Regions from separate parts of the Mus musculus genome. Here regions 1, 2, 3, 4, 5 and 7 are each linked to region 6. Evidence: chromatin contacts called from public ChIA-PET, HiChIP or PLAC-seq and promoter capture Hi-C data. All regions are on one chromosome and are shown on one strand. The core of a region is the stretch at or near the end of the contact, and the rest is flanking DNA. Distances in the headings are between cores, read along the strand shown. Region 1 holds the start of Hat1 (histone aminotransferase 1). Region 2 holds the start of Mettl5 (methyltransferase like 5). Region 3 overlaps Slc25a12 (solute carrier family 25 (mitochondrial carrier, Aralar), member 12). Region 4 overlaps Ubr3 (ubiquitin protein ligase E3 component n-recognin 3). Region 5 holds the start of Ssb (Sjogren syndrome antigen B). Region 6 holds the start of Gorasp2 (golgi reassembly stacking protein 2). Region 7 holds the start of Slc25a12 (solute carrier family 25 (mitochondrial carrier, Aralar), member 12).

Region 1 (3,735 bases), core at 429-2,928, 730 kb before region 6:
CCCAGCAAACACATGGTGGGAATCTGATGTCCTCTTCTGGTATTCATGAAGATAGAGAAAGCACTTATGAACATAAAATACATTTAAATTTTTTTTCCAAACCAAAGTTGTTATATCATTTTAGATATAATACCAGCAACCCATGAATTTCCACATCCTAACCAACAGCTGTTATTATCATATTTGCAATTTTTTTTAAAAAGATTTATTTATTATATCTAAGTACACTGTAGCTGTCTTCAGACACACCAGAAGAGGGCATCCGATCTCATCATAGATGTTTGTGAGTCACCATGTAGTTTCTAGGATTTGAACTCAAGACCTCCGGAAGAACAGTCAGTGCTCTTACCAGTCCTGCTCCCTGGGGCCTGAAGATTGATTGATTGAATGATTATATGTAAGTACGAGCACCAGAAGAGAGCATCAGATCTCATTACAGATGGTTGTAAGCCACCATGTGGTTGCTGGGATTTGAACTCAGGACCTCTGGAAAAACAGTCAATGATCTTAACAGCTGAGCCATCTCTCCATCCCCCATTTGCAATTTTTTCCCCCGAGACAGGGTTTCTCTGTATAGCTCTGGCTGTCCTAGAACTCACTCTGTAGACCAAGGCTGGCCTCGAACTCAGAAATCCGCCTGCCTCTGCCTCCCAAGTGCTGGGATTAAAGGCATGCGGCACCACTGCCTGGTGTATTTGCAATTTTTAAGATGAGATCACATATACTTTCTGCCACACTATCTTTCACTTTCTTATCACTATCTTTCCCCTACCCCTTCTACCGCATGAACTTAGAGAACTGCCTAAAATCTCCATGTCCAGTCAACGCAGAAAGTACCTGTTACGTAATCGTCTTAACCTCAAGCTGTGTTTCCTATTTTAAAGGCTCTGTTAAATACAGGGCTGCACACACAGAACTCCTCTGAAAGGAAATACGCACCTAGTTTCAGCTCGATTGCTGTGTTGGTGTTACACTTGTACTCTGCTAGTTTCTTCTCCACGGCACTCTTATACTCCACCAGAAATTTCTCCAAGGCTAGAAACGAATAAAGCACAGCAAGAGGATTCTACTACACACAGCACAGAAGTTCCATTCTAAGTGACAAGTTGGGCAGTGTAAAAACGACTTTCTCAAAGGACATCTAAAAAAACAATGATCTCAGGAATCCTGAAGGGTTATGAGACCCTGAGTGTGCCCTGAACCAGGGCAGGGCAGCAGCACCGCGCTCGCTCAGAAGTTGGCTGGGAGGGAGGTGGGCAGGGCCCTGGAGAGGATCAGCTGGCGGGAACTGGACCTAATGGGTTACATTAGGGCGACAGTGAGCAAAGGGGAACGAGGGGGTGAAAGGCTCCGAGGCAGACCGCGCTCCACCAGACCAAACTGAGCGCCTTGCCTGAGCTCAAGGCCCGGGAGGCCCACGGGAGGCGCCGAGCGTCAGCACCGGGGGCGGTGGCGCCGAGCGCGGCCCACCGGGAGCCAGTCCCCGACCCTCAGTGCCTCGCGGAAGGGAGAGGCCTTCTGGAACCTCTGCTAGAGCCCGAAAGTTCCAGGCGGCCACTGTCACGGCCGCCTCAACGTTCTTCCCCAGAAGCACCCGCCTCCTCCCCTTGCTAAACTTTTCCCGGGAACTTACCCGCCATTTCCGAGCTCCGAGCGCCCGCAGCTGAGGAAGGACAAATCAACCCGCGCGCTCCCGGGCCGGAAGTGACCGCAAGGACTTACGCGTTTCCCCCGCCCATCCTCGGCGAGCCACGAACCAATGAGAGGGAGAAGGTCCAGGCGCGCGGCGGCGGAAGTGCCTCAGGAGGCGGGGCTAGCACCGTGAGAAGGCGCCCGCGGTTGCCTAGCCACCGCACGTGAGGATGCCCTCACCCCATGTCTTCGGCGTCCCAGCCTGTGCGGCTTGCTGGCCACTAGAGACTTGCTTAGAAATTAATGTGAATTCTCAAACAGCTTAAGGCGATTGTCCTTCCCATCTTTTGGCCCGAACGCAAGTTTTTCTGTGGGGGTTTCATTTCGAAGTTTTTAAACTTTTTGATTCAACTTTGCCATAACCCATTTTAAAAGGTTCCTCTGAATTTTATTCGTATTTTGGAGCTGGGTGACCAATTCAGAGTCATACTTATGGTAGACATAAGGCTCTGCCACTAACCCATTATAGACTTTCTTTGTGCTCCCAAATTGAAAAATAGTGCCATATTAAAGAACTCAGGGACCCAAAATGGAAGACTCCCGAAAGCTGTGCTCTGATTACATGCTAGCGTGCACAACTATTAAAAGTAAAATTTAGAAATATACCTGCTTTTGCTCTTAAGTTTTCTGGACAACCATTTAGCTCACTAAAAGTGGTTACTAACACTACCTCAAGTGGCTTGATTTAGTTGGACTTGTATGAGGTCCTAGTGGCTTGAACTAATCATAGGATACTACCCATTTTTAATCATGGGCCTTATTATTTAGTTGCTTTTGGATTTTTTTTTTTCTCCCAGAGGATAATTTGCTATTTACCTCTACGATGGTATTCAAATACCAGACTCCCTGGTGTCAACACATTTGCTGATACGCTTTAAAATGATGCATGCCGTATGGAAAGTTGATCTTTGGTATATCGGGTCTCTCTAGAAAAGAAGGAACCAATGGAATGAACATATATTAAAAGATGACTTACCACCTTGGCTTATGTGGTACACTTGGAGAGGCCAGACAGTGGTTGTCTCACAGCAAATGCTGAAAACCTGGTGGTCAGTCCTCAAAGCTAGGAGCCTCAGCCCAATCTGCCTGTGAAGACCTGAGGGACTCCTGGAGAACTGTTGGGTCTCTGCCTAGCAAGGTTCTAATACCAGCGCTTGAGAAGGCTAGGCTGACTCCATGACAGGCTTCAAATTGGCAGTTAAGGAGGTTAGGCCTAAATCTCTTACCAAGACCTGGGCAAGTCCAGGCAAGTCCAGGCCTCCGAAGCCGGCCCGCCACCTGTCTGGCCACCTGTCTGGCCCGAGGCAAGGACAATGGGTCAGCAGCAGTTTCCAGGCCTCCCCCAACAAGTTTACAGCCTCTCTACCCCGGCAATGGAATGTCAGTAGAGATGGACCCAACAGATTATCATAGAGGTCACCTACCCCAGAACTCCCTAATGTGCTTTAAATCAGGCCTCTGAGCTCACTTGGGTGTCTCTCTACCTGGGTCATGGGAGACCCAGCTTGCTAGACTTCTGCAGAATTCAACACTCTTTGTGGTTACATACTATTGGAGTCCAGGGTGACATCCTTCAGCAAATCATGGACCCTTACACACCAAAAAGGTCAATGAACTCTCCAGTGAGAATGAAGGTTAAGGAGGCAAGTTAGCAAAGCTTTCTTTCTGCCTTTTACCTGGGCCATTACCAGAAGGTGCTGCTCACACTTAAAGTGAGTCTTCTCCCATCAATTAAGATGATCAAGGCAATCCCCAGCAAACATGCTCACACTAATATAGGTTTGTGTGGGTCATATATGTATGTGTTATATAGTATATATGTGTATATATGTATGTAGTATGTAATACATATATGCATGTATGTGTGTATATAAACATTTATATGTGTGTATTTTGTTCTATGCCATGGTGACAGTTAAAACTAACCATCACACGTGGTGAAATAGTCTAGAATTAATATGCTCTCTAGTATTAGAGATAAAAAAAATATATAGCTAAAGTGATAGATTGTGCCTAAGCTCATTGCACCCGGGAGTCTGAGGC
Region 2 (3,925 bases), core at 1,206-3,705, 780 kb after region 6:
CTTTCTTTTCTTTTTCTTTCCAAAGTACTTTCAAGAAGTCTATAAAAATCAAGATTATTTTCATAATAATATTTAAACTTGCATTTTTTTAGAAAACTTTTTCAACATTTATTTAAGTTTTAGATATGTTGAAGAGATGCTATTGGTTGCTCCTGAATTTTTCAAATGTTTGATTTTTTAGTTTCTCCAAGTACATGGTGACCTGTTTAGAGGAAGGAATTATATATTTAAAGTAGATGCTGCAATTGTAGAAATGGCTTAGTAGTTAAGAGCACTGGCTGATCTTCAAAAGGACCCAGGTTCAATTCTCAGTATCCACGTGGTAGCTTACAACTCCTGTTCCAGGGAACCTAATGCATTCTTCTGAACTTTGCAGGCACCAGGCATGCAAATGGTACAGAGACATAACACAGGCTAAACACCTATACACATAAAATTCTTTTTTGTTTTTGTTTTTTGGGGAGAGGGGGAGACAGGGGGGAGAGAGGGGGGAGAGAGAGGGGGCAGAGAGAGGGGGCAGAGAGGGAGAGGGGGAGGGAGAGGGAGAGGGAGAGGGAGAGGGAGAGGGAAAGAGGAGAGGGACCTAACTAGTTTCATCCATCCATCCTTTCTTACCAACAGATAACACATCACCAACTAATATTAGCAAGACATTTGGTACAAGAAAAAGAGCTTAATGTACTAGCTCAATGTGCTAAAGATTTTATATATAGTAACTCATTTCATTCTGGTAACTGTGAAATGTACTTTTCATAGAAAATAATCTTAGATACATTCTCAACTTCATCAGCTCTCTACTCCTTTAAAAATAATAAAAAGAGAAATCATCCTATTGAGGGCAATCTTGTATTTAAGTACTGGATCCTGACCCCTCAAGATTGGGGAGCTGTGCCCTGAATGGTGGTAGATACCTTTAATCCCAGCACTGACGCAGAGGCAGGCAGTTCTCTGTGAGTTTGGGGCCATCCTAGCTATGGACTTGTAGCAAAGCCTTGTCTCAATATAAACACGCAAACAAACAAACAAACAAGATTGTAAATGCATCCAATATTTTCTTTGTCTTTAAGAATTTTTAAAATGTGTATCTGTGGTTTGCCTGCATGTATGCTTGTGCACCGCACGCATGCAGTGCCTTCAGAGGCCAGAGGAGGACATCAGATCCCCTACAACTGCAGTTAGAGATGGTTGTTAGCCATCCTTATGGACTGAAGACAGGTCCTCTGGAAGAACAGCGTGATCTTAATGGCCTGGCCAAGACCTTTTCTTTGTTTTAAAAGAACATACTTTTTTCTTATTTTAAATTTTTATTTGATTTATTATTTTCTGTGTGGGGAAGGTTGGAAGATAAACTTCAGGAATCAGTTCTCTCCTTTGTGGGTTTCAGGGTATCTTGTATCTTGCCTGCTTTTTTTTTTTTTTTTTTTTTTTTAAGACAGGGAGATAGGGTCTATGTAGTCTTGACTGGTCTAGAACTCTCTACATGAACTAGACTGGCTTTGGAACTCACAGAGATTCACCTGTCATTGTCTCTTCAGCATATCTTATAAGTGTTAAGTCACCATCACCTCCACTCCTGTGTTTTAAACACTTTCTATTCTCTACATTTTATTATTAGACATGCTCTTGTCTCTTTATATCTTGATGATGGTGATGGTGGCAATGGTATTAGGAATGCAGTTCAGTAGTCGCTTGCCAGGCATGCACAAAGCCCTGGGCTCAAATAAAATACGACTATTAATGGCAATAATAAAGTCATTCGAGCTTACTAGGCATTGGTCACCTTAAGTCTTCTTTTCATAATTATAATTATTTTTAAAATTTGCTGCTATGTGCCTACTTCCATTTTTTCCCCACAATCCACAACTTCTGTTTTCAGAATAACAAGTTTCATAGTGTTTCCTACGTTTGACACCACAACCATATTCTCTGTTCATTGTGTAGCCCTGGCTGGTCTGGAACTCACTTTGTAAACCAGGCCATCCTCAAACTCACAGAGATCCTCCTGAATGAGGAACTAAAATGTACACTACCCATGCCGGCAATATTCTTTCTTTTCAAATCTCTTTTGACGTTTCTTCTTGCTTCACTGACATCCGTAAGTGCTAAGAAACTCGAAGCCTCAGAAAACGAGGACGGGAAGATTAAAGCCGAGCATTCGACTGGAGAAGGACGCAGAGGTGGGTGTAGACCGCTACTTTCTGAGGCGTGGGTGGACACGGGCCTGGTGTCCCATATTGCCTTCAACTCTCTCCCCATCCCTTGCAGGTCTATAGATACTCAAGACAAAGCTGGCGTTCCCGGGCTTGGTGGAGGCTGGTTTGTGATCGCCGATGAAGACCGCTTCTTCCGATGGCGCCCACGCGGACCAAAAAAACCACTCTGGTCCTCGTCGGAACCAGGGAGCCCGGCAGAGGTTGCAGCTCGGCGCCCGGCAGAGGGCGTGCATGCGTGTCGGTACTTCCGGCACTGCGGGGAGGGACCGCGAGGACCAGCTAGAGGCATACGAGTGCTTTCCTGGAGCGTCTGGGTTCCACGGGCGGCGATCCCCGCGAGGCTCGTGGGATCCCCTCGCTGAGTCCTAAATAGTCTGTCCCCGACCCTCCACCCCACCCCCACCCTGCACCGCTGGGGAGTTTCGGGTTAGGTAGACTTCCCTGCAGCTCCCGTGCTGTGAAGCCCCAGGAGCCCAAACTTTAAAATACAGAGAAAACGATGAAGAAGTTAAAGCTTAAGGAACTAGAGAGTCGCCTGCAAGAAGTGGATGGATTCGAAAAGCCCAAGTTACTTCTAGAACAGTATCCCACCAGGCCGCACATTGCAGGTAGGGCGGCTGGTTCATCGTGCCCTCTTGGGGCTTGATCCTGTCCAGTTCATGATGAAAATAAGTAGCGATTTGGATATAAGGAAGTTCTGGAGACATACCATACCTTTAGACAAAGTAGTTTTCTGACACTGCAGCGTAGACACTCCGAACCCAACCACTCATTTTACTGTTTTTTCTGAGTGTCCATTAGCATTATCAGACAGCTTGTTTGTTTGTTTGTTTGTTTGTTTCTCTCAACACACTGTAAATTCTCAGGAGCAAGGAATTTGTTAGTCTTTTCGGTGTCTAGAGAGTCATGTACTAGTTAGGAGCTCATTAAACATTTGCTTAATACAGATAACTTCGTACTGAAGTCAAGGACATGTATTTCCCGTGTTACGTATTTCTGCCCTAGAGACAAATACTAGAAATCGAGTTTCAGGTTGTGGACAGTTGAGGAAGCGTTTCTTCACAAATGACCTCTTGCTTGGTGCCAGAGATTGATACTGAGAATGTAGGAGAGAATAGAGCAGAATCCATTCATATGTAACACCCTTAGCAGAGTAGCAGGGAAGACTTGGTAAAGTTCTTTTGGTTGGGAGTACCTGCAAGAGGGAATCTCTTTCAGTTCCAAAATGGCTGTGTGTAAGCTGCCAATGTAATCTCCATGGGTTTTCATTCTAAAATAGTGTCATATCACCAATCAGATTTGCAATGAACTGTGTTCAGATTAAGACTAGTCTGCTATGTATTTAGCGTGTGTATGTTCGTGTGTCTTGTGTGTATGGAGGGTAGAGGTCAACATAGGGTGTTTTTCTCAGTTGCTCTCCATACGTTTGAGCCAGGGTCTTACTGTATTTAGAGCTTACCCATTCACCTAAACTGGCTGACCAGCAAGCCTCAGAGATCCTTCTGTCCTGTGTTCCTAGCACTGGGTTTATAATCATGAACACCTGACCTTTTACATGGCTGCTGGGTATATGAGCTCAGGTTCTAATGCTTTCTGGGTAAGTACAGTACACACTGAGCCAGCTACTACCACACAAGTCCCTGGTTTTCTCATTGTGACTTTTTACAGCTTCTGGTTGTAAGGTTTGTAATGAAACCTAATTTTCTTTTAAA
Region 3 (3,618 bases), core at 407-2,906, 680 kb before region 6:
TCTTTCTTTCTTTCTTTCTTTCTTTCTTATGTACCGTGGATGTCAAAGACCTATTCATTTTGGTAGAACATTTGGCTATTTTACAAAATTTTGTAGAAAATTACTAAAGTAACAAACATTTAGGCATTATGTTAGTTTCCATTCTGATACAGGACATAGTGGAAACATTTACTACACAGTTACAAAATGTGTTACTTCAAAGTTTCAGATAAAATTTCCCAGCACCTAAGAGGTGGAAGCAGGAGGATCAGGAGTTTGATGTGCTCCCCTGCACCCCATAAAAATAATTTAAAAAAATAGGTTGGTCAGGTAGACCTTGGCCAGGGATGGGTGCATGTCTGGCAAAGCTCGGGGACCCCACGAGCTCTTCTCCTGCTGATGGATTCATAGGAAAGGGGATGGCTGTAGCTCTGCCCTACTGGCTCTGATACTCTAGCCACGCAGTAGTGTGGTGGGTGGTATGCTGATTGGCAAAATGCACCAACTTAGTGGGTTCCATGGGGTCTGCATTCTAACAGGGGCTGCTCGCTGCATAAAGCAAAGCTCTGTGAGTCCCCAGTGTCCTGAGGTGGAGACAGACAAGATCTACAGCTGTCTTTTTGGAGGCAGTTTTTGCTTGGCAACTAAGAGCTACCAAGTGTCACTTGGGACCAGAAACTGCCTGCTGCCCAAGCTCACAATTTGTCAAGGGAAAAAAAAAACCAATATTTTTATGAAATCCTAGGATTTCATAATGTTGTCACCAAGTATATTAGGCAGTCAGAATTCCTAGAAATTAATTCTTTGCCACAGAAAACATATCAGTGGGCCATAGTCAGATTCCTAGATAGCAGCTTTGCTAACTAGGGAAGCTCATCTTTGATTATCTCTCATAAAAAAGAGAAAGTTTTGTTACTGAGCATAAAATATGTTTCAAAGTGACTTATTCTATATTTCAAGGTTACTTGTGTTTTTGCTGCTGAATTCTGGAGACTTAAAAAAAAAGAAATTATTACAAGTTTGTCATTAAAATCAGCTCACCTATTGGTTTTAACGGTTAGAGTTATTTTTATAGTCAGCAGAAATAATGTTAGCCTCTCTTCATTATAAATTTTAGGCATTTTTAAAATATGTAGCTAGCAGGTGCTTCGGGTACCCTCTGCCTCTGCATCCTTGGTTTCATGTCAGTCCAAACAACACCATTCGTGGCCAGCCTTTGTTTCATTCGGTTCACCCCACATACTGATTCTCTCTCTCTCCCCCTCTTCATCTCTCTCTCCTTGGAGCTGGATATGGAGTTCACGGTCTCCCATGTGCTTAGCTACACCTCACCCAGCTGCTTGCTTTTGAGGAATGAGTGGTTGGTCCTGGTATCTTGCAACTCCATCTGTTGTTATGCTCCTAACATTTGTTTAATGGTGACTACATTTTCTGGGGCTGGAGAGACCGTTCAGTTCAGCCATTCAGCAGAGCACTGAGGAAGTAGGAAGTGGGTGTCGGTTGGTACCTGCGTGTGGATGGGCATGGAGATGGTAGGGGAGGCGTGTGTGTGATTGCAGCCAGATAGGAGAATACAGAAAGTTTCGTCCATGGCAGGTAACTGTTTAGAGACTTAAAGGGAAGTGGCCTTCACCGACTGGAGAGTAGAAGGGGAACAGAAAGTCAGGGAACGGAGAAAACGGGATGACTGTGCAGGTTTTAGAGTTCCTCTTTTAGGCGAAGAGAGTGTTCTGTCAGAGAGCATGGTGAGACACCCATGTGCCAAAACTGCCATTGGATTGTGCACCTTAAGCATGAGTTATCTGGTAAGTGAATCAAATTGCAAAGGCTTTTGTTTTGGGGAGAGTTTTAAGAAGCCCCCTGGCTACAGTTTAAAGAATGATGGAGGAAGGCGGGAAGGATCCAGAACATTGGTCAGGAGGCTGTTGCCAGTCATAGCTGTTAAGAACGGGTGGGAACATGCTAGGAGATATATCTTTGAAGGTCATTTATGCTGGTGAACGTAAATATATGACTTTAAATTGGCTTTGTTTGGCTTTTTGAAACTGCAGTCCAGGGTGGCCTTGAGCTCCTTTATAACTTTGAACTCCAACCCCTCTGCTTCTCTCTCCCTAGTTTTGAGGTTACAGAAGTGCTCCCCCACGCCCAGATAGCTCTTTAAGTTTCATCTTTTCTTTTGGGAACAGGGATCATCGCTATGGCCCTGGCTGTCCTGGAAGTCACTATGTGGTACAGGCCTCAACCTCTCAGAGGTCCACCGGCTTCTGTCTCCCGCGGGCTTGGATTAAATGTGTGTGCACCAGCACACCTGGCCTTATTTTAAATTTTTAATATGGTATTTTTTTCTAAGAAAGTAATCTTTCCTTAATCGTCTGATATGTATTATCCAGTATAAATGTTAACTACTGTGGGACTTTTTCTTTTTCTTTTTTTTTTCTGTCCTGGAACTCACTCTGTAGACCAGGCTGGTCTCAAACTCAGATATCCACCTGCCTCTGCCTCCCAAGCTCTGGGCTTAAAGGCGTGCGCCACCATCGTCCAGCAAAAAATGTGTAGCCCAGGCTGGCCTCGAACTTGTGATCCTCCTGCCTCTGCCTCCTTCAGCAAATCCTACTGACATGTGCCACTACTACCAGCAGGAACTTTTTCGACTAATATCTTTCTGTATTTTCAGTTTGAGGGGAAAGATGGATTTGTCAATATTCATAACAGTGTTCCTTTAAGGGATAGTTTGTCATGCTTTCACTTGGATGATCATCCATTAAGAGCAGCAGAGAGAGCTAGGGAGACGGTTCAGGGATTAAAGGCGAGGCTCACAATCAAAACATTGAGAATAGCAGAAAGAGCCAAGTAAAAAATAATTTAAAAGAAAACAAACAAGAAATAATAGGCGAGTCAGATGGACCTTAGCCAGGAATGGGGGTCATATCCAGCAAAGTTCAGGGACCTGGTGAGCTGTCCCAAGCCTGACTTTCTCCTGCTGATGGAAATCTAGGAATGTTATCGGCCACAAAAGCCGTGGTACATTGAAGGCTAGTGTGTTCTGTTGACTCCAAGCTCCTAGGTCTGTCAGTGAGATCTGTGGTAATGACACCATGGTTTTCGGGGAAGGACACAAGAAGATTGGCAGCAATGTGAGGTGTATGGGTCCCAAATCCCAGGTATCTAACTTAACGGTCCACCCCCGAGCCCTGGGTGCTATCCCTCTCTGTAGACCTGTATCTGATGGTGCCTTAAAAGGTTTATATCAGTGGTGACAGTCACAGCTAAACCACAAATAGTGTCTGTTTGTGCCGTGCATTGTGCTGGTTGCTTTTCTGTATATTTTTTTTATCACAGATTTCTCAAAACAAGCTTGAGACTTAAAATGTTAAATGTTTTACATATAAGGAAGCTCAGAGGCTAAGACACTTGTCCAGGGCCATCAGTCCTTGATACGATACCCTACTTCCTTTAAAGCCACACCATCGTTGACAAGCTTTTGCAAGACCTAGGGTAGTGGTTTTGTAATCTGTAGGCTTTATAGGTGCACAAACCGGTCATTCCAGCTCTCAGGAGGTGGAAGCAGGAAGGTCAGGAGTTTCGCATTATCCTTGAGGCCAGCCTGGGCTACAAGAGATTCTCAGAAAGAAAAGGCAG
Region 4 (4,044 bases), core at 1,221-3,720, 750 kb after region 6:
TTGTTATATAAAATATCTGGGGGAGAAAAACAAGAGCAATTTATTATTTAAAAATCTGTTAGGGCTGGTGAGATGGCTCAGTGGGTAAGAACACCCGACTGCTCTTCCGAAGGTCCAGAGTTCAAATCCCAGCAACCACATGGTGGCTCACAACCATCCGTAATGAGATCTGACTCCCTCTTCTGGAGTGTCTGAAGACAGCTACAGTGTACTTACATATAAATAAATAAATCTTTAAAAAAAAAAATCTGTTAAATTCAAACATTTCTCAACTACTTAATTTTGCCAATCATAATATAGCTGCAAGTTACTCTTTATTTAGAGGCAAAAAGCAGCAAACTATGCTTCCTACAAGGGATCTACAAAGTCACCTGCATCGTTCATTTTTCTGAACTGCATGGGCATTACTTTACAAACGTTAAGCAAAGGAGCATCCTACCAGCAGAGTGTAGTGCAGAAAGGGCAAAAATTAGAAAAAGATGTAATGTATAAAAACAGCATCAGGAAGCCCATAATTTTATATGCTATCTTTAATATTTTATGCTAAAAACAAGAAGTATCTTGGGCTGGAAAGATGGTTCAGTGGTTGGAAGCATGCACTGCTCTTACAGAAGATCTGAGTTCAAGTCTCAGCACCTATATCTGAAGGCTCACAGCTGCCTGTCATTCAAGTTCCAGGGTATCTCATACCTCTGGCCTCCCTGGGCACCTACATACAGACACATACAAACACATACAGACACATACAAACACATACAGACCACATACTCGTATACACAGTCAAAATTATAAAATTTTAAGTGATGTCTTCACATTTTTTTCTTTATTATTAATGCTAAAAGTCTGTGATCTGATTATTTAAGAGTATTACAACGAACATATTAAAACATACCTGGTTCATTATAGCCTTCTCTTAAGTACTGAATAAGACAAAAAATGAATCTTGGAAGAACAAATTCAGACATCATCAGTAAGTCTTTGGGGACACAGGGAATATTTGAACTTGATTTAATCTGATGTCTTCTACAAAACCTGTAATAGGAAAATAAAAAAGAAAACTAAGAAAAGGGGAAGGAAAAACAACAATGTCTAATCAGGCAAGAGTGTATTGCTTCCATTTACAATACTAAAACGGAAAATACAAGCAAATACCAAAACCAATATAATCCTTCTTTATGATTTTAAAGCACGAAGTTAAAAAATATAACTTTAGTAGGCCTTTAAATTAAAAATGGTACTCAGAGAGACTTTTCCTAAGAAAAGGCCATACTAGCCATGTCCCAAACAGAACACTAAAAGAAAATCACCATAGGATTGACATGTTTGACTGCAATATATTACTTTCAAGTGTTATTTTATTATTTCTGTCCTTTATAAACCTGTAAGTACAACTTGATAGTAATCTAAAGCATTTATATTTTCCATTCCTACCTCAATAAACTAATCAATGATATAAATAATTGAAACTTATTTTATAAAGTTTATATATTTAAGTATATATATTCTTGCTAATCTTCACTACATATTACTTTTAAAAATAACTGGTACATCTGAACAACAAAGACATTGCAATATTCACAATCCAAAAGTCACATAAGTTACTTTGCTACCAAATAAAAAATTACTAATTAAATACATTAAAATGTCTAAAAATAAACTTAATAGGAAGAGTACAAAAGCCATCTTAGCTAAAAATCATTAAAAATCTGAATACAGCAAAAGTGCACTTTTAAGAGGAAAAATTATTTTATTTCTTAAAACACAAAAATTTTAATTCTTTAAATTTAATTTCACTGGAATCAATCAAAATTCATTCTATCAAGTGGAAGAGCTATGCATAAAATGATAGCAACTCTTAGAAGAAATGATTAATGAGAATAAGCTAATCCATAAACACAATATATGGTAATTTAATAACATCAACAGACTACAACGGAGTCCAGGATGCGGGTATGTAAAATCTATGGGTTTAGTATATAATAAACACAACTCAATATGGTTAAACAATTTATAAGATTTGTAGTATTGAGAGTGGGAGGCGGGGGTTTTTACAAGAGTACAGGTGCTCACAGAGGCCAAAGCAGGTCTCTGAATTTTGAGGGGAGCCTGGTTCACATAGCCAAGTTCCAGGCCAGCCTGGGAAACACAATGAGTCTCAAAACAAAAGGGGGGAGAGGGCTGGAGGAGAGAGAGAAGAAAGGAAACGGGAGGGGAGGGGAGGGGAGGGGAGGGGAGGGGAGGGGAGGGGAGGGGAGGGGAGGGGAGGGGAGGGAAAAAAAAAAGAAAAGAACATAAAAACTGATCAGGAAAATCCGTATTAGGAAGAAATTACCCCACACATTCACTTGTCAATGGTAAAACAGAAGGGGGAAAAAAAAACATGTTTACAATTGATACTAGCCAAAGGGCTACCTAAATCTTCCTGTGTGTTTTAGCTGTGTCCTAACCTTTGACTCAGTTCACTTGGCTTACTCCAGAGCTTAGTTACAAAGGCTCTTCTCTAACCTTTCTAATCTTCATCTATAACCCTTTAACCTCCTACAGAGTGTTTGTTAAAAGGTGTCATTTTTTATTTATGTGTATTCGTAGCCCACATTGGGGAGTTGGGGCTGAGGAGGCCTGGTTTCAGGGCCTCTGCAGTTGGAGTAACAGGAGGTTAGACCAGAGCCATAAGATGTATGCACTAGGAACCAACATAGGCCTTCTGGAGAAGCAGCAAGCACCCCGAACCCGAGCCCTCTCTCCATCCTCTCCTAAGTTCTTCAAACGTTCTAAAATTTTTACTTACTTTCAGGTTTTATAACTTCATTAGCTTGAGTTAATTTTAAATTAGAATTAAGGTGTAAGATATTTTGTGGTATTTTCTAAGGAGGACAGTGATCCATGAATACCCACACTGCAGGGGTTTGTTCTATTTCCTTTGGAAGGGGTCTTGTCATGGGGATTTCTAGGCAAGATCTCATGACCTAGAACAGCTTCAAAAGTTCCTAAAGTAGCTGAGGATGCCTTTGAACTCCTAATCTTTCTACCGCCACCTCCCATTGCTGGTATTACAGGTGCACACCACCATATATGCCCCCAGAAACTTATATACTGCACACAGGCATTTTACAAATTCTCTCCTTTGTATATAAAGTAGGTGATAGGCTGGAGAAATGGCTCAGCGGTTAAGAGCACCGACTGCTCTTCTGAAGGTCCTGAGTTCAAATCCCAGCAACCACGTGGTAGCTCACAACCATCCGTAAAGAGATCTGATGCCCTCTTCTGGTGTGTCTGAAGACAGCTACAGTGTACTTACATATAATAAATAAATCTTAAAAATAAATAAATAAAATAAAGTGGGTGACAACAAAAAAACACAAGATTTACTAACCCAGGAATTTATAACTTACATTAAAATCCCAACTCACTATTCCTGCAAATTTGAGGTATAGCTCAGAAAACATGCTCGGTTTATATAGGACTCTGGTTAGATTCCCAGCACCAAAGTAAGGAAGGAAGAAATCCATATAGACACATATATCTAAATGCATATACACCTTTAACACAGGCAATCCACCATCTCCTATTTTCTCAATAAGAAAAAAAGGAGTAATACAATTTGCAGTGTTACAGTCTCCGTTTGTAGAAATTTAACTCTCTTTCACTTTACAGTAAATTAGAGAATGAGCAACTGAGTAGTTATTAAAAATAAAATTATGACAATATAATAATAGTTTCAGAAATAGAGATCCTCTCTTACAGCTTTTCCTACTGTTCACAAAATATTTATCAGCGTTTATTCACAGAATCTTATAACTACAATTCTTTTTATTTTTATGATTTATTTATTTATTTTATGTATGTTAGTACACTGTGTCTCTCTTCAGAGACACCAGAAGAGGGCATTGGATCTCATTACAGATGGTTGTGAACTACCACGTGGTTGTTGGGAATTGAACTCAAAACCTCTGGAAGAACAGTCAGTGCTCTTAACCACCGACCCATCTCTCTATCATCACTACAATTCCTGACAATGGCTTTTTTTTTTCCTTTCATCCTTCC
Region 5 (3,846 bases), core at 647-3,146, 800 kb after region 6:
ACTTCTAACTTTGCCCTAATATGAATACATTCATATTAACTCCAAGAATCAAAGCTAAGCCAGTTGTTTGAAAAGCCCACATATCGCTATTAGATGTTCTGTTTTCATCTTAAGTTACAATTTAACAACACAAGAATCATACCTCAATTTGATGACAGATTTTGGCCTCCAAAGCAGTCATTTTTTCATTATCTCCATTTTCAGCCATTGTGGCTATCTGTAAAGTTTCTCACACTGGTAGGAAGGTTATTATTTTTATATAATAGTCAATACAAGAGAATGAGTAAAAAGTATGCCACTTTTTTTTTAATTTCAAGAATTCCTAACCTTACAGGTTTCCCTATGAATTCTCATACATCTCAACAAAGCAACACCTTGGATTATGGATGGAAAACTCAGATCAACAACCCCTCCTCCCAGTAAATCCTACTTTGTAACCAAACTCTTCATGTAGTTGGTAAAGCAAAGTTCAGCGATAAAAACAAAAAAGCAGAAAATGTCCACTTAACTACCCCTGAATCATTTCTAGCTTTAAAAATATCAGTATTATAGTCTGCCAGCAGTATATTCCTATAGCCCTCAATGCCAATTATTTGCGTTTCTTTTCAAATTAGTCACAGCTGACTTACCAAAACTTATTACTGGTAAAAATGAAAATAGAGTTCAGATATGAAAGTTACGGTGTTAGACACTATATAGGAGAATACAAGAAAAATGGGACCTTGTGAGCACAGATACAAAAAATTTTAAACTAGGGACGCTGGAAGGTAAGGATGTGCCTAAAACACTACTACACTGGTTAACTCTATAGCCACTTTCCTGTTTCACGGTCTGACAACAATCCTAGAATAAAGAGGGACTGTGATACTGGTTTGCTAGAAATCACAAACCGGATCTTCTGTCTTACTGGCTTTCAGCGCCTTACTAAACCACCCTACCATATTGTACGGAAGTATACCAGCTCTTGAAGAGTTTATCTGCAGCAGCTGAATATAGTTATGAGTTACTGTTGGTATATTTCTTGAGACATTGCTCAAAATGCTGGAGACTGCTGGCGATACACTGGTCCTGTAATGGGAAATCTACGAAGTACACGTCCCACTTCAGAATTTACTGTTACAGGCGCTGGTTTGTCTCCCACTACCAACAATCTCACTTCTCATTACTACAGAGACACAGGTCAATAACGACCTAGTTAGCCCCTGCAAGACTTCTGCGGCCTACCCAATTTAGGGACTGTTTCACACTGAAGACAGAATGGCAATGGCAGTTCTTTGAAGGAAAAAAAAAAAAAAAAAAAGATAGCGACGCTGGGAACCCAATAGCGGCCCCCACTTCTTCGGCCTCCAGTCAGTCCCCACAGAACCCTGTCGCGTTTAACCCGCACCGACCACCCTAAAGACTTAAATGGTCCGAAACATCCGCCTCTGGCCAGTCAGGAAAGGGGTGCAAGGAACAAACCGAAAGGACGCCGTGAGGATGCGGCGAGCCTCTGCCTAAAGGCCCCGCGAGAGCCGCATCCTCCCACACCGGCCCGCCGGGATCCCTGCCACGTGGAAAGCCCCAGGCGCCCGCATCTCTGGCCGGGGCCCGCTCCGTGGCCTCGCCGAGGCCCGCGCCCCCTCGGGCCGCGGTCCAGCACACGGCCACGGGCCGCGCGGCCCACGCGGCGGCGCGGAGAGGAAGGTGAGGCCTGCGCATAGCACAGCCCTTCGTACCTTCTCCTCAGTTTCCAAGAAGCTCACCTCAAAGATTCGGATCCCACGGTCACCACAGCTTCAAGAACAACGACAGAAGCGCCTGGACTTCCGAGCGCCGGCGGGCCAGCCAAACGCGCTTAAAGATGGGGGCTTTCCCGGCAGCCCTTGCGGACAGGTGGGCGTGGCCGCGGACGCAGTGGCCCGGCTCTGCTTTCCACGCACGCGCCGTTACCGCAGCCTCCCACAATCCTCGGAGGAGGAGTCCCGCCCTCCCGCCCGAGAAATTGTTAAATTGCTCAGCAGAATGTTAGGGGCTGACAGGAAGTGTTTTTGTGGAGATCTTTGTTTTTAATGTGTTTCTGGGCAGTATGTTCGAGCCTTCCCTTCTTTCTTCTGTAGCGCTTGGTTTTTCTTTTTTTCCCCCTTTGTCTCTTTTTTCCTTTTTTTTTTTTTGAGACAGCGTTTCCGTGCGTAGTCCTGGCTATCCAGGAACTCGCGCTGCTCTGTAGACCAGGCTGACCCTCAAACTCCTCCTGCCTCTGCTGAGACACTCGCCTACCTCTTCCGGGAGTGCTGGCATTATTAAAGGGGTGCGCCAGCACGCTTGGCCTTTTGCAATGTATTTGACTTGCATGGTGTTGTGGTTTTGGAAAAAAATTAAAAAACCATACAGTTGCTTGGTTTCCGACAGGCTAGCTCTCTGAAGCACAAACTGGCCAATGATTCGAACTCCTGCTTCAGTACAAAGTGCTGGGACTTCACCTACATCACCAGGCTCTTACTGCTCCCCCTCTTGCTGCTGCTGTCTATCTTTGCTTGTTTTGATGTTGGAGTCTGACTCAATGAGTAACCCAAGCTGATCCCAAACTATGCTTCTGCCTCCAGCCACCCTAGTGCTGGGATTACAAACAAATCTTTTTAAAAGTCTCTTGCTCCCAGCACTTGGGAGGCAGAGGCAGGCGGATTTCTGAGTTCGAGGCCAGCCTGGTCTACAAAGTGAGTTCCAGGACAGCCAAGACTGCACAGAGAAACCCTGTCTCTAAAAACCAAAAACCAAACCAAAACAAAAAAGTCTCTTGCTAGGAAAGAAGTACATTTAGAATAGTTTGAGAGACTTCACACTTAAGTCAGGACTGCCACTTTTTACATAACAATTTTAACGTTTTAGAGGTGCAATTTCCTTATGACATCATCTTTTTCCTTCAGTGTTCCTGGAATATAAAAATTACTTTCACAAAATAACTTCATAATCTCAGAGCATTTTGGAAGTTCCCAAACAGATAAACTCTAAAATTTGAAGAAGAAGAAGAAGAAGAAGAAGAAGAAGAAGAAGAAGAAGAAGAAGAAATGCATTTATAGGTTAACTATACATGCCATTTTGGCCAAAGAAAAAAGAATTTACTAGTATTATCCTCAGGTAGTTTTAACTTTAGATTAATTACATTCAATAAAAAAATTTTCAAGTTTCTACTTACTGTGAGACATAAATGCTAAATTTTCCTTTTTTAAAGATTTAAGTTTATGTACGGGTGTTTTGCCTGCATGGATAGACAGTGGAAAAATACCATGTGTGTAAATGCTCCCAACCTACTATAAATCCATTTCCAGGGACTCTAACACTCTCTTCTCATCTTTGTTGGGTCCTGCACGCTTACAGTGCACATACATACTCCCAGGACACACACATAAAATAAATAAATAAGCACTTAGATAACTTAAATGTTCATAATAGTAAGTTATGTGATTAAAAGAAAAATTAGAATCGACTATATGTGTACCACCAAATAATTAAAAAGTTAAATAATATATAGTGATAAAAACAAACTGATTTTCATTTACTGGTGTTTGTGAAATTCACAAGCACGGTGCTCAGAAGCAAAAGGTGTTTCACATAACCATTTTCTCCAAATACTGCAAATATTAATGTAATGTTGTATAAATTATATTAAATAATATAAAAAATCTTATTTCCTTCTACCATTCTCATGAGAATATAATAAAAGGTACCATTAGCAAAACTCAAGGAAATGAATTATCACCTTCAAAATATATGTTTTACACACATGCCCATACTACCTGTTATTGTAACCAGGTAAGTTTCACAGGTATGTCTACATCATTGTTCTACGATCAGAATTCAGCGTAT
Region 6 (4,083 bases), core at 815-3,314:
GAGCAGTAAGTACTGAAAATAATCTCTCCAAGTTTACTTGATTATGTGGATTCCTGTAAGATAGCAGCAGATACGGGCATCAGAAGAGCAAATAGTGTTTTTACCACTAACAAGTGAACGGCCAGCAAACTGGTAGTTACCACAGAAAGTGAAATTACATCAGTTCAAACATGGGTGAGTTTATCTCAAAAGTTTCCTGCTATAGACACATTGGCTCACAAGATCGGGGTCTGTAGTGGGACGTACCACCATGCCTTAGGAAGCAACGGATAGGAGGGAGAGAACTCTTTTTTTCTCTCTGAAAACAGAGGTAAGGCAATGAGTGGCAAAATCAGGGAGAGAGAGGGTTAAAAACTTAAAAACATTTGCTTTCATGACATAATCACTAAAGCTCCCTTGGTTTATACCCTCTATACAATGATTTCATATTTTGTAACATTTGTGCTCCAGATGCAGACTGGTAACTGGGGCTGCCCCTACTATTTCTAAAGCTCAAGGAAGAGAGTAATAACACACCTGTACTAACTATGTGTGCACTCAGAAATCCTCCGAAGCACACCTATGAAGACGACATACTTCAACTGTCTTCCATAGGAATGAGCTCATTAAACTGAAGTTCTGTTGACATGAAGATCCATCTAAGACCCTAAAGACTATTTTTTTTTCCTACTCATTAACACTAATGTGTCTTACTAGGTTTCCCTGGGTGTTTATTATAATAAAAATACTGCAGCTCCCTAAGGGTTCATGGCCACACTCAGAATCTGCAAGTAACAGGATAATACACCTCACATGAGTCAACTCAGAATCAGACCAGATGAAAAAGCATCGCCATTAATTTTCCTACGAACCCGGGATGAAGCAGTTCTTTCTCCTGTGTTTCCTATTAGTGTGGGATTTAGGAGTTTGGTTAGCTGAAGGAAATAGGAAAGTAATATGGCATATGAAGAAACACCCTGGAAAAACAAGGGCTTCAAAAGTCTCTTTTGAGTGGAATGGAGAGACAACCACAATCCCGACAACCAGGTGACCAATCACAGTCCTATCGTTCAGGTATCTGGGCTATTTTAAAACGTTATCTCATTCAGAACATGCGACCCAGGGCAGAAAATGAAGGTAAGCAAGCACACTCTCAGAGAAGATTGTCCCTAAATGGCGATGCAGACTGAGGCCACTCTGTTCACAGCCCATGTTAGCACTCACACAGGTGTCACCACATTCCTGGTTCCACGAGGAAAGGACCGTTCACAGGCGGATGTGTCTTTGACCCCTGGTGTCTGGCGCTGCGTTTCCTCATCAAGCCTGGCTATTTTGGAAACTCTCCTCCGCGGACCTAAACCTCAATCTCCCCGACTATTTCATCTTAGAAAGAAGAACGGAAGTTCCTCTCCTCCAGGAAATGTTGGAGAGATCTGGAAGGGTCAGGAGCGACCCGGAACGGAAAAGTCCTATCAAAAATCAACTAAATTTAAGTCTGTCAAATCTAGCCCGAGGCCGTTCGTGCTCCTTTCCCTGTCCAGGTGGCCCTTGCAAGCATCCAGGGGTAGCCGAGATGAACCGACACCGGTCGTGACATCTCCGCTTAGCCTGTGGCTCCGTCACCCTCCCCGAGAACACAGGTACGGGTTCCGGCTCCTTCTGGAGGCGGCGCCCCTTGCTCTTCCTAACTCTGAAGCTCAGGCCAGTGCGCGGCGAGGCCGTGCGGAGGGCCAGGAGCCAGGGTGGTGGGTCCCGGGCCACGTCGCCGGCAGCCGCGCCCAGGGTGCTCCGCGGACTCGGGCCTGGCCGCCCCGGCGTCCCCCCGGGCCTTACCCGCAAAACGTGGTAGCCCTCGGTGCCGCCGCCCGGGATCTCGACGCTCTGCGAGGAGCCCATGGCGGCGGGCGATCCGTACGACCCGGCCGGCTCAGCGCTGCTCCGCCTCGCGCACCGCCCGCTTGGCGACTCCGCGTAGCTCTTGGGACGTGGCACTTGCAGCAGCCCGAGCCGGGCCGCACAGCCCGCCGGGAGATCGTCGCCCGGCAGCCACGGCCGCTGCCACGCCGCAGACAGCGCCCCCTGACGGGAGCCGGAGGGAACGATCGGAAGAGCGCAGCGGGCGGAGGCAGGGAGCGCGAGAAAGCGGAAAGACAGCCCGGAACGCGACGGCTCGCTACGGGGCCCCGGAGCAGACAAGACTTATCTCGGCGCGTTTCTACCTTCGCAGAAGGGTATTTGGTCGCAGCGCCTCCTGGTGACCAGAGGCCAGAGAGGAAGGGAGCAGATGCCGAGCACGCCTGGCGCTTGCTTTGTTTTAGGTCTTGTTTAATAAGATTGTATACCTGAGGATAGTTCACAGTGCCTTTCTGGGGTTGGAATATCAGGTATTCTCAGCTCACGTTTATAAAGAGCAGTGTTCCCTGAAATAAAAGCGGTTACTGTTTTGTTGTTTTTCTTCTCGTCCTGATAGAACACTACGGAGCTACGCAGGAGCGAGGGGCAGGGGTTGGATTTCCTTGGAATTTTGCCTGTTGCCCCACTGCACCCCTCTCAGTGTTCCCTGCCCCGTCTCCTCCCCATGCTATAGTTTGACTTTCAGTAATGGTGTCCCATCCAGGTGTTGACTGTCTTTGGTGTTTTGCAGTGTGAGCTATTATTAAGGGTTCTGAAGTATTCTAGTCCCAAATGGTTTTTCATAGTTAACCCAACACGCCACCAGTTAGATAGTCTAGTTTAAAGGATAGGTAGAGGAGCAAATGAGTGGTGCTCTAAAGAGCCAGGGGAATACAGTACGGGGACCTTTCTTCCCGACAGCTGACCAGTTCGCCATATGGAATCAGAATCATATGAAATTAAGAAGACTGGACTGAAAGAGATACCCATAGACAAAACTAAGAAATACCAGGAAGAGCTTGCATTGGGATCTGGAGTGAAGCCCAGAGGTTTCATAGTCCCTAGCCTGTGGAGGTGGAGGAACCTTGAAGGGATGGACCTTGTAGAAGGAAGTTGGAGTCTGTCCTTAAAGTAGGGAGTAGAACCCTGCCGCTTACTTTCTCTCTTTGCCTCACAGCTGCCCCGAGATGAACAGCTTTGCCAAAATAATGGAGCCAACAGCTATGGACTGAAACTACAAGCCAAACAAATCTTTCTTTCTCCTTTAAGTCGTTTTTTTGTCATTGACAAAAAGCTAACAGAAGGCCAATCTGAAAAAATTCCTAGGGCTGAAGAGGAAGGAGGCTTACGGGTTAAAAGTGTTGGCTGCTCAGTCATGTCAATGGGAATTCAGATCCCAGCACCGACAATAGACTGTCTATAATGCTTATAGCTTCAGCTCGAAGGGATCTAGCACCCTCTTCCAGCCTCAGTGTAGACACACACACACACACACACACACACACACACACACACAGAGAGAGAGAGAGAGAGAGAGAGAGAGAGAGAGAGAGAGAGAGAGCTGGGATCTTGCTGTGTTCTCCTGACTAGTCTTAAATCCCTGATTCCCAGTGACTCTCCTGCCTCAGCCTTCTGAGTAGCTGAGATATGCCACTGTGCCTGGCTTGTAAATGGCATTTTTGGTGCAATTGGAGAAACTTGAATATGGTTGCTAGAATATTAGATTTAGGAGAAGACTATTTCTTTTAATGAAAAGGAAGATAATTACTGAGGTAGGGAGCTAGTTAGAAGACAGACTGAGCCTATAGGCATATAAAATGATTTTTTAAAAATAAAGTATACATTAGTGCATTCCTCCACATAGGACTGTCTGGGATGATAAGAGAAGGGGCTATACTATGGACTTCTGAGTGGTAACTATGTATTTATCTTGGGTTCTTATGTATTCTATACTGCTCAAGGACCTGCCTTTTTATAACAATTTTTGTTTAAAAATTGAAAATAAATTACCACGTCTCTCTTTGCTGCTAATAAGCCAATTATAGTATCTTTCAAAGACCCCACGAGTCCATAGTTAAATAAATGAAAGGTGTGGTCACATGACTTCTCAAGAGCAGGGAGTGCAGCAGAGTTGGTTGCATGTTGCTGGTATGTACTGGAGTGCCTGGCAGCTAATGCAAAGAATCAATATTTAATACAAGACAATAAATA
Region 7 (4,076 bases), core at 586-3,085, 710 kb before region 6:
AGTAGTTGGATGTAGTTATGCTCCCCTTAATCCCAACACTCTGGATAGAGAGGCAAGGTGGGTCTCTGTGAGTTTGAGGGTACCCTGGCCCACAGAGCAAGTTCCAGGACAGCCAGGGCTACACAGAGAAACCCTGTCTCAAAACAAATAAACAAAAGGCAACCAACTAAACAATAACCAAAAAAAAAAAAAAAAAAAAAAAACCAAATATGGTTGAGGTCCTGGGTAAACACAATCGCTAAATGTCTGGCTTTTACTGGGCTCTGATATTTTCAAATAGCACATATTTATTGATAGACACAAGTATTCATGGCATGTATATGATTTTATGAATTAAGTAGATTTAATTTTAATACTATAATGACAAGAAATCTCATCACTTCCTTCCCTCTCACAAAACCCATGTCGAGTGCACTAATGATCAGTTTTAAACAAGTCAACCATGTTTCTTTTAAAAAGACTTATCCCCTTGCCTGGTCTCAAAGATATTGAAAAGTGAGCACACGAAGCCTATAACTGGTGGGTGGGAATAAAGGCAATATACTACTACAGGAGACATCATCAGCTTGTTACAAATTTTCTTGTAATAACCCAGGGATAATCAAATATTGCAACATTTAAGTATGATTGAGCCAAGGGTATGATATCTACAATATGTAGGATTGCTATTTAGTTTTATAACTTAAAATGGTCTATGATAATGGTGGCAAAGAAGGTCTTTGCAATAAATAACTACTTATACACATACTTCATATGCATATATGTGTATTTATATCCACACTTTACAAATAGGACCATGTCTAGCACATGGAGGATTTTAGTAAATATTTGGGTGAATATCAATATGAGAACTAATAGGATCTTTTCTCCCCTTCTTTTTTTTTTTTTAACAATTTTTAATTTTATTCACCTTAGTGCTTAGATGAAATGTGGAAAATAGGTGTTGATTATCTTTCTACCTTTAATGAGTTCTGAGGAGCCTCAGACTGAGCTATCACCTCGGATCCGCACCCCTCTTCCCCCTCCACACACCCCCCCCCCCCCGCCTCCCTCCCTTCCCCTTTCTTACTTCTCCTCTATTCCTTTCGTTTTTCTTTTCTTTGAAGACGCGTCTTATGCATCCAGGCTGGCCTCTAACTCTTATGCAGCCGAGGATGACATTCCGATTATCCTGCCTCCATTTCTCAAGCCTGGGGATTACAGTCGGATACTACTTCGCCAAGATAGAGTTTATGTGCTACTGGGCATAGAACCCGGGACTTCCAGCATGTTAGTTAGGCACTCCAGCAACTTAAGCTACTTGCCTGGCCCTCACATATCTTAATGGCAAGCCTCAGTTTTAGAGACATTAATTTAGCTTAAGGCAGGGCTGGGAATTCACAGAGGAATTGTTTCCTGTAGAAGAGAAAGTCAGCATAGCAAGTACCAGCTCCAAGATAAATAAAGTTGTTTTCTATATACATTGTACAAAGAATTTGGGTGGTTAAGAGAGTGAAGCGAATCTATTAATAAACCATTAGGGATATCCCAAGGAATGTTAATTCAGGAGCATATTTCTGAAGTTATGTTTACTTAGGTTTTCCCTTTAAAAAACCTAACTAATCATTTTCCTTATCAATATTTGTCACTGGTTGTCATAAACTCATTATTAATGGGACAAGCTCTCATATGCTTCCAACCTTGCTCAATACAGGCCCCAAGTGTTCCTTTAAGCCCCAAGAGGGAACCGACTTTGGCTGAAGCCGGTGCCCAAAGCCACACCCACTGCCAGGCCTTGGGACTTGGGGCTGGCCCAGAGGAGCCTCTGCTCACACTGCGCGTTGGAATCCGGCGACCGGAGCTCTGGTGTCCCCCGCAAGAGGTGCGACTGCCCCGCCGGCCCGCTGATGGATCAACCAAGGCCACTCGGTGCGCACCACCGACGCGCTCTAGCTCATTTGCATATAGACGGGCGCGGCGCTGCGACAGGAGGGAGCGCGGGCGCGGCCCCGGGCCGTGGCGCGCGCGCGCCCTGACAGCTCGGCCCAGCTCGCTCACTCGCTCGTTCCCGGCTTCCGAGCACAGCATGGCGGTCAAGGTGACTCCAACTCTCTGCTGCTGCTTTTATTGCATAAGAGACGTTCCAAGGGCCCCGAGTGCAGCCCCCCGCCTCTTTCCGTTGCTTTCTTTGCCTGGTTCTTAGCCAGTGCGTCCCGGGGCTCTAGATTGCGGGTGGAGAGCTGTGCTGGGCTTGGACCGGAGCGAAGAGGATGCCCGGCTGGGGGAGGGGAAGGAGGAGGGATCGTGAGTTGGAGGGGCTCCTGAGGACCATGGTCGGGAGGAGGAAAAGAGTAGTGTTTTGTCCTAGGTACATGGGATTGCGAGCACAGAGTTGGAGAGCATCAGAGAGGGACTGAGAGTCAGCGGGCAGGAGAACCGGGGATACCCAGGGCATCCGCGGTGGGGGAGGGGGTGGGTGTTGTCATTTGGGGCCACAATACAGCCCAGGGCACTGGTTGACATTTGCCTGGCAGGTTGTCAGATGTCGAAAGTATCCGTATTGTGGCAGCTCTCAAGGTTTAGGTCAGATGGAGAAAGGGTCGCCAAGATGACGATGTACTGTTTCTGCTTTCCACAAGAAAGGCTGCTAGGCCCGGCTATTAATTTGGCTGTTTTACATCTCCTGTTGCTCCTCTCTTGAGGCTCTCAGGATTTGTAGCTTGGTGGTTGCTACTGTATTGCTAGTAGTTGTGGAATAAAGTAAACGATTACATTGGTTTCCCTTTCCAGTTCACAGGAAGTGCCGTCTGTAATTTGCTCTATCTTGCACTATTCACACCCTTTTCTCCCACCCCTTAGCCGTAGATCTCCGGTTTGACAGGTGTTATCAGCAATTAAGCTTTGGGTTTGTTTTTAGACTAAATGACCTTATGAAAGATAAATGAGTTGTTAGCAGATGTAAACTATAATCTAAAGAGATTATGTGGTTTCTAGCTAAGCATTAACCAGTCATTCCCCCCCCCCCCTCAGGTGCATACAACCAAACGAGGTGATCCTCATGAGCTGAGAAACATATTCCTCCAGGTAAGTGAAAGAATTTTACATCAGGGAAAGAATGGGAAGAACATGATCGTTATTCCTCTTTAAGCTCTCTAACTTTGAGAAATGCTCTTCTCACAAACATGAGTGGAGGATGTCCTTTGTACTTGGTTTGTTTTGGTTTTTTTTTGAGACAGATTTTCCTTGTGTAGCTCTGGCTGTCCTGGAACTTGCTTTGTAGACCAGGCTGTCCTGGAACTCGGAGGATCTACCTGCCTCTGCCTCCTGAGGGCTGCGATTGGCTCTATACCCGGCCGTTTGTACTCTTAGTAAGAACGGATTGGAAAATTTTTCTTTCTATTGGGGATTGATATGAGGTTTTCCTGGAGTTGCTCTTTTTGTTTGCATGACTTAGGATGACTTATAAAATTTTCCTTCTCATAAATGTCTATGACATTTGTTGCACAGATAATTTATGACTATTGTAGTTGCGCTTTCTCCTCCCACTTATTGCAACCATAGATGGGGATGGGGGTAGGGGTTGGTACAACATGTTTGCTTTAGATTCTTTTGTAAGGAGGCTGGTAAGATGACTCAGTGGATAAAGGTGCTTTACCCAGAACCCATATAAATATCGAAGGAGAGAACTAACTATATAAAGTTGTCCTCTGACTTTCATATATCTGTGCATATGCACCAGTGCTCACACATCTGCTCCTTATAATAATAAATTATTTTTTAAAAAGGGGTGGGGAGAGATGGCTCTGCAGTTAAGAGCACTGTTCTAGAAGACCTGGGTTGGATTCCCAGCACCCATATGGCAGCACTCAGCCATCTGCAGTCCAATTCCAGGGAATCTGTCATCTACTTCTAGCCTCTGAGGACATCACATCACATGCATGTGGTGCATAAACATACACACGTTAAAAAAACGGAAGTCTTGCCGGGCGGTGGTGACACACGCCTTTAATCCCAGCACTTGGGAGGCAGAGGCAGGCGGATTTCTGAGTTCAAAGCCTGCCTGGTCTATACAGAGTGAGTTCCAGGACAGCCAGGGC

The links. Promoter capture Hi-C pulls out the DNA fragments that hold promoters and counts their contacts. ChIA-PET counts read pairs in DNA pulled down with a chosen protein or histone mark. HiChIP or PLAC-seq counts read pairs in DNA pulled down with a chosen protein or histone mark. Capture Hi-C pulls out chosen DNA fragments and counts their contacts.
Region 1: a contact with region 6 is called in an H3K27ac HiChIP or PLAC-seq map of extraembryonic endoderm stem cells, with 7 times the contacts expected there. The contact joins the promoter of Hat1 here to the promoter of Gorasp2 in region 6. A contact is called at or near these places in 7 of 39 promoter capture datasets (the C10 cell line, erythroid cells, hematopoietic stem and progenitor cells and 4 more), 1 of 484 Hi-C or Micro-C datasets (embryonic stem cells) and 7 of 115 datasets of contacts at active chromatin or transcription factors (differentiating embryonic stem cells, embryonic stem cells, epiblast stem cells and 3 more).
Region 2: an HNF4G HiChIP or PLAC-seq map of pancreatic cancer cells shows a contact between it and region 6. The contact joins the promoter of Mettl5 here to the promoter of Gorasp2 in region 6. A contact is called at or near these places in 4 of 39 promoter capture datasets (embryonic stem cells, frontonasal cranial neural crest, liver and 1 more), 1 of 484 Hi-C or Micro-C datasets (B cells), 9 of 115 datasets of contacts at active chromatin or transcription factors (astrocytes, bone marrow-derived macrophages, cardiomyocytes and 6 more) and 1 of 9 other capture datasets (pancreatic islet).
Region 3: a contact with region 6 is called in a promoter capture Hi-C map of hematopoietic stem and progenitor cells, with 2.5 times the contacts expected there. The contact joins the enhancer-like site here to the promoter of Gorasp2 in region 6. A contact is called at or near these places in 4 of 39 promoter capture datasets (hematopoietic stem and progenitor cells, hippocampal neurons, neutrophils and 1 more), 3 of 115 datasets of contacts at active chromatin or transcription factors (bone marrow-derived macrophages, embryonic stem cells and large pre-B cells) and 2 of 9 other capture datasets (embryonic stem cells and liver).
Region 4: a promoter capture Hi-C map of embryonic stem cells shows a contact between it and region 6, with 5 times the contacts expected there. The contact joins the enhancer-like site here to the promoter of Gorasp2 in region 6. A contact is called at or near these places in 4 of 39 promoter capture datasets (the C10 cell line, embryonic stem cells, liver and 1 more) and 2 of 115 datasets of contacts at active chromatin or transcription factors (acute myeloid leukemia and embryonic stem cells).
Region 5: an RNA polymerase II ChIA-PET map of memory CD8 T cells shows a contact between it and region 6, with 12 read pairs. The contact joins the promoter of Ssb here to the promoter of Gorasp2 in region 6. A contact is called at or near these places in 2 of 39 promoter capture datasets (liver and pre-B cells), 1 of 15 datasets of contacts at CTCF or cohesin (pro-B cells), 1 of 484 Hi-C or Micro-C datasets (muscle stem cells), 5 of 115 datasets of contacts at active chromatin or transcription factors (the 230-238 cell line, astrocytes, large pre-B cells and 2 more) and 2 of 9 other capture datasets (adipose tissue and pancreatic islet).
Region 7: a contact with region 6 is called in a promoter capture Hi-C map of liver. The contact joins the promoter of Slc25a12 here to the promoter of Gorasp2 in region 6. A contact is called at or near these places in 3 of 39 promoter capture datasets (hematopoietic stem and progenitor cells, hippocampal neurons and pre-B cells), 1 of 484 Hi-C or Micro-C datasets (B cells), 4 of 115 datasets of contacts at active chromatin or transcription factors (large pre-B cells, memory CD8 T cells, pro-B cells and 1 more) and 2 of 9 other capture datasets (embryonic stem cells and liver).

The regions. Positions count from the first base shown.
Region 1 is chr2:71,387,203-71,390,937 of GRCm38.p6, reverse strand. Hat1 (histone aminotransferase 1) reads right to left here and starts at 1,678. Exons shown (of 11, transcript NM_026115.4): 1 at 1,634-1,678; 2 at 940-1,035. The coding sequence starts at 1,640.
Region 2 is chr2:69,884,145-69,888,069 of GRCm38.p6, reverse strand. It overlaps Mettl5 (methyltransferase like 5), which reads left to right and starts at 2,455. Exons shown (of 7, transcript NM_029280.4): 1 at 2,455-2,821. The coding sequence starts at 2,713.
Region 3 is chr2:71,336,324-71,339,941 of GRCm38.p6, reverse strand. All of the region lies in intron 3 of Slc25a12 (solute carrier family 25 (mitochondrial carrier, Aralar), member 12), which reads left to right. Among named protein-coding and RNA genes, the nearest start is that of Slc25a12, 30 kb to the left of the region's middle. Within about 2 kb of position 1,656, at least 87 of the 459 cell types and tissues checked have an H3K27ac peak or open chromatin away from gene starts, as enhancers often do. A contact at or near this core is called in bone marrow-derived macrophages, hematopoietic stem and progenitor cells, neutrophils and 1 more, where this site is marked.
Region 4 is chr2:69,911,402-69,915,445 of GRCm38.p6, reverse strand. It overlaps Ubr3 (ubiquitin protein ligase E3 component n-recognin 3), which reads right to left. Exons shown (of 39, transcript NM_177783.6): 2 at 893-1,032. Among named protein-coding and RNA genes, the nearest start is that of Ubr3, 16 kb to the right of the region's middle. Within about 2 kb of position 2,470, at least 11 of the 459 cell types and tissues checked have an H3K27ac peak or open chromatin away from gene starts, as enhancers often do. A contact at or near this core is called in embryonic stem cells, where this site is marked.
Region 5 is chr2:69,859,612-69,863,457 of GRCm38.p6, reverse strand. Ssb (Sjogren syndrome antigen B) reads right to left here and starts at 1,896. Exons shown (of 12, transcript NM_001110145.1): 1 at 1,746-1,896; 2 at 143-234. The coding sequence starts at 208.
Region 6 is chr2:70,659,490-70,663,572 of GRCm38.p6, reverse strand. Gorasp2 (golgi reassembly stacking protein 2) reads right to left here and starts at 2,064. Exons shown (of 10, transcript NM_027352.4): 1 at 1,813-2,064. The coding sequence starts at 1,875.
Region 7 is chr2:71,365,514-71,369,589 of GRCm38.p6, reverse strand. It overlaps Slc25a12 (solute carrier family 25 (mitochondrial carrier, Aralar), member 12), which reads left to right and starts at 1,835. Exons shown (of 18, transcript NM_172436.4): 1 at 1,835-2,077; 2 at 3,010-3,063. The coding sequence starts at 2,066.